Regions from separate parts of the Lathyrus oleraceus genome. Here region 1 is linked to region 2. A link is a contact called in public Hi-C data. All regions are on one chromosome and are shown on one strand. Each heading gives the region's core, a stretch centred on a gene start, on an enhancer-like site or on the middle of the called end of the contact. The rest is flanking DNA. Distances are from core to core; before and after follow the strand shown.

Region 1 (2,700 bases), core at 77-2,576, 320 kb before region 2:
ACATCGAGCAAGTCCTGCATCCATTTCATTGTCAAATTTGCTATCGATTCAAACATGGATTACCAAGTTCAATAAAAATGAAGTTAATATGTATTACTAAGTCACACACCTCTTCTGTTATTTCTTCTTCCTCTTCTTCATCTTCAGCCTCGGCATCATCCTCATTCTTTGGTGGCTCTACAATTTCCCGATTCTCCAATTGGTCAAGGGCAGCCTTAGCCTTATTAAAATTAACAATAACTCTCCTACTCTTCCACCGCGATTTCTGCCTAGACCCAAATTCTTCCATCAGAGCCTCCTCATTCCTCCTTTTCCTGTGGATTGTGATTTCCTCCCTTTTCTTCTTCTCCTTATGGGGATCCTCTAAGCCTATACCAGCTCGTGACCGTCGAATTTCAATCCCTACCGGTTCAGCCCTGCCTGAGCCCTCCTTGCCAAGGGCAGAACCTGGAGTATAACCCATATTTTGGAGAAGCTTAAACCCAATGTTGGATTGTGGTATTGGAGCTTCAACTTTTGCTAATGTTTGTTCATCCTCTTGTATTTGCTTCCTTTCTCTTTCAATTTTTCGCCGTTCTTGCCAGTTTAGAGCTTTCAATTGACTCTTGGAAGAGTTTATTGAAGGACCTTTTTTGTCAGAAATCTGCATAGTAACAAGGGAGTTATCAACATAACATTTTGCATAGTCCCTATAAAATGCTAAGTGAAAGATCCATGCCCATGTTCTGAACGGAATACAACAACAATAACAACCGAGCCTTATCCCACTAAGTGGGTCCGCTACATGGATCAACTCCCGCCATAATGTTCTATCTAAGACCATACTTCTATCCAAATAGCTGATCTTAAGATCTTTCAAAGAAACATGGCACATCAAAATTTTATAGTTTCTCAGATTGCATAGATTGCTCCCCTACATGCACCATAAGTTTCTACTACAGATTCTACACAATAAAAGTAAATATTTTCTCCTACGAATAGTAGCTGCATAAATAATAAGAGTAAAAGGGAGCCAAGTGATTATTAAATTACACCACTTCATTTTTTCGTTCCCAAAATCAAACCTAAGCTAAATTTTGAAGGTGAAATCGTAGAATTATTCGAAATGAACAAAATGTTACCCATTTTGAAGAAGTGTTTGGATTTGGAGGTTGAATAGAATCGGTAGGAAGAAACCTAGAAAGGTCACCCATGTAGTCATCATCTTCGTTGTTCGCTTTTGATTCAGCCATGGCCAACATTGCCACTTCACGCAGGTGATGAATTGAACGCAACCAGAGATGAGCCTGCCAAGGCCCACCCGCATTCATTCTCCCAGTTGAGCCCAACAAGGTTTAGGGGTTCAACTCAGCCCGATTTGAAATTTATATAACAAACACTATTAAGAAATTTCTTTGAAATTTTTTCTGTACATCCCCACCTTGAGTTGGCACCTCCATATTAAAGTTTCAATTACACTTAGGCCCTTATTAATTTTTTTTTGGATATTTTTTCAAAGTTTATGTAAGTATTGGATTTTTTATGCAAGTATCTGATTTTTTTTAAATTTTATTGTTTAGATAACGAAATATTAAATATTTTGAAAATATATCAGATTTGTTGCAATAGTATGAAGAATGATCAAATGTTTTATATATTGTTGGTAAAAAAATCATGGGTTTCTGCAAAATTGTTGAAGAAATACAGAATATTTAAAAAATTCGGTGCAATTTTACTGGTGTTTTAAAAAATTCGGTGGAGTTATACTGAATATTTTGAAAAAAAATGGTAAAAAATCCAATAAAAACAACTTTTTTTTGGAAATTTTGAAAAATCCGGAAGCAATAGTGAGATTTAGAAAAAAAAACATAATTTTTTTTTGACATTTTTAATAAACTATATCAGATAAAATATATACATATAATACAAAAATGTTACAATATCATTACAAAATAAAACTATGTAGATTTCCTAGCTTCTTCTTTCCAATGTCTAATATGTCCGCATATGCTGATTCTCACGCTATTGTAACTTCATTATAGTTTTGTCTCCATCGGTCTGTGATAGGAGGCAAATGACAATTGAATTTCAACTTCACCTGAATCCAATGACTGTTGTCAACAAAATCAACTATAATAATTTTGTGACTACTTGAAGTTATCACTAATGGGAAGAATGCGATGTTAAGCTTCTTGGACAATGAGACCAATATGGCACTGTATCTAGAAGCAATAGGGTAATCCATATCAGGAATCGTCATCCACTTCTCACGATCCTACACACCCAAGCTAGCTACCTGCAACACACTCATAACTTCCGGTACTATGTCATATAACAAACTGGAATACAGTTGTTGGTGTTGATAAACTTTAGAATCTAATTGTGTCTGAAGCACATTCCAAGACTCTTCGCCCCATCTAAGTAAAGCTACAATAGCAAAAAAAACCATAATTTCTATCTTTATCCACATCAACAATGTCATTAATGTACTGATGTAAGAAAATAGAAAATTAAGACAAGTAAAGAAGTCTTGAAAGCATGCTAACTGGTTGACTTTTTCAATTGGTTTTGTAAATGATCTCTTCGTAGACTGACTTTCCTGCGAGCCTTCGAGATACTCCCACTGCGAAGGATCACTATGCATATCACTCTCTTCATCCTTTTTACTATTCGTATTTCTCCTCTTTGGATTATACTTCACTGGTGCTAGACACATGGAAG
Region 2 (2,700 bases), core at 30-2,529:
CTTTTTACGGTCTCAATTTACAGGTTTAATAACAAAGTTTTTGTACGAAAGTAAAAGATATAAAGAAGTTAAAATCAACAGAGCGAGAGTTTGAGGTTTTGACTGGACAGTGTAAATTGGACATTAATTCTAGATCAGGGCGAGAGCAAATTTTTAGAGTTAATTAAATTCTAACCTTTTTCAAAAAGTATTTTTAAAGATTGAATGTGAGGGCGAGAGTTAAGCATTTGAATTTAATTATATAACCTAAGTCAACAGAGCGAGAGTTTGAGATAAGGATGTTTAAACGATTAGTGTTTTCTTAAAAAGAGTTTCTACGGATTCTACTGTTTTCAAAAAGTGGTTTTTGACTTAACTATAAGTGACAGCTACGTTAATATAAAATCATAGTTTATTCAACAGAGCGAGAGTTTGAGATAAAACTTTTAACCAATAGCGTCAACTGAAAAGATTTACTTTAAAACCAAGAAACCAATAAAGAATTGATTCCCTAATTACGACGAATTACATACCGATATCCGCTTATTAGATATTTATTTTAGATCTTATTTTAGTTTTAACGTTTCCCCCAAACAATCAAAATATCATCTGCCTTAGCTTTACGAAGTAATCTTAGATAACGGTATATCGATTCATAAGTCCCTGTGGGATCGATATCTTTTAAAACTACGCGATAGAACTGTGCACTTGCAGTTTGTACCCCAATTCGACTCATAAAGTCGAGCGAGCAATCATAGAAACTTTCAAATCTTAGAGTTGTTGGCTGAATGAATCTTTCTTGTGAGGATTCAATCATGGTGAAAGAGTGAGAAATAAGCCGGGTTCAAGAATGATATTGAAAAGTAGGGGCAATCACGCAAGAGGGAGAAAATAATCGGTTGTTACAAATGAAACAACTCATGTTTTCAGTTAAACGGGATCAAGATCCCAACCAGAGTGATGATACCACTTGATGGATCAGAATGCTATATTCCCATTCATATGCTATATACCAATTATTACTTATACAAGTAGATATAAAGTAGGAATCATTACTTGAGAAACAAGTAATGTTGAAACTAACTCTTAACTAACTAACCATTCATTAAGAAGAATATAGAAACATAATTGTATTAAACCTTTGATTGATTATACTAATAAACACTTAATTCATGCAATACTAATATTTAACGCTTGTGTCACAAATCACTTACCTTGCACCTAAGTACCCTTATGTCATTATATAAGTAGTATACATTGACCAACATGTAGAAGAAGAAAAACAAAGTGATTGAATATGAGTGGCAGTGGAAAAAAGATCAAACAAGTAGATAATTGTGGTGTAATTAGGCACTATGGCACTAACTTTCATACATTCATATTATAAATGATTACACTTCTGACTCAACAGAAACTAAATTCCCATTTTGGTAGGCTCAGCAACAATGGCGGAGAATTGTAATGATCCTAACAAATCCACACGTCCTTATTCTCGTCCTCTCTCAATCCACACACCATTTTTTCAACTCCATCTGTTAAACACACAAATCATGGCAACAGTGCATGAACCAAAAAAACCACACATTATGGTTGTGGTTTTACATTGCCAGAACATGAACAAACGCTGAAAACAAAAATACAACAACAGTACCTAGTTTATGCCACTTTGCTGTAAAGTTGTGTAACACAAAAATAGCGTTGACTCAATAATCGTGATTGTTTCACGGTTTATCTTCACTTTTTCATGCTCTCATCAATCAAAGTTATGTCTTTTACTCTCTCTCTTCTTTATCTCTCTGTTTTGTATTCATTGCTTTCATGGGTCTATTTAATTTTTCTCTCTAACCAAAAGGGTCATTTTATTTTTCTCAATTTGGTTACGTTGTTTCTTCTCACCACCAAGCTATCTCTTTTCTTTCACAACACGGTATCTTTTGTTTTGTCTTGAACTTCTCAATTGTCCCATGTTCATACTTTCTGTGTTTTTTGCTTCTGATTTTTAAGCCAACCCTTTATGTGTTTGTTGATTTGCCTATGAGAAAATGACATTGGATTTAAGTTTCAACTCAAAAAATCTGTTTTTAAACTTTTATATGATTCTATTGTTTAGCCTTGGAATATTCCTTGTAAGTTCTGTCAATGAAGAGGTTTCAATTCTTTTGAAGTTCAAAACTTCTCTTTTAGACTCAAATGATAATCTTGTTAACTGGAATCCTTCTGATTTAACTCCATGCAATTGGACTGGTGTGTATTGTACTGATTCAATAGTAACTTCTGTTACACTTCACAACCTTAATCTCTCTGGTAATTTGTCTCCTACAATCTGTAACCTTCCATGGTTAATTGAGTTGAATGTGTCTAAAAACTTTATCTCTGGTCCAATTCCTGAAGCTTTTTTTGTTAACTGTGATAAACTCGAGGTTTTAGACCTTTGTACAAATAGGTTTCATGGACCATTTCTGACCCTTGTTTGGAAAATCAAAACACTTAGAAAGCTTTACCTTTGTGAAAACTATATGTATGGTGAAATTCCTGAAGATATTGGTGGACTAACATCACTTGAAGAGTTAGTGATTTATAGCAACAACTTAACAGGAAGCATTCCTGCGTCGATAAGTAAGTTGAAGAAGCTTAGAGTTATAAGAGCGGGTTTGAATGGTCTCTCAGGAAAATTACCTTCAGAAATCAGTGAATGTGAAAGCTTAGAGACATTAGGGTTAG

Evidence for each region. A called contact is a pair of places that touch in the nucleus more often than the background predicts.
Region 1: a Hi-C map of leaf shows a contact between it and region 2, with 4 times the contacts expected there. The contact joins the promoter of LOC127121710 here to the promoter of LOC127121470 in region 2. A contact is called at or near these places in 2 of 2 Hi-C or Micro-C datasets (both in leaf).

The regions. Positions count from the first base shown.
Region 1 is chr1:9,119,097-9,121,796 of CAAS_Psat_ZW6_1.0, reverse strand. LOC127121710 reads right to left here and starts at 1,326. Exons shown (of 5, transcript XM_051052227.1): 1 at 1,122-1,326; 2 at 110-643; 3 at 1-14. The coding sequence starts at 1,310.
Region 2 is chr1:8,797,198-8,799,897 of CAAS_Psat_ZW6_1.0, reverse strand. LOC127121470 (leucine-rich repeat receptor-like serine/threonine-protein kinase At1g17230) reads left to right here and starts at 1,279. Exons shown (of 3, transcript XM_051051989.1): 1 at 1,279-2,700. The coding sequence starts at 2,022.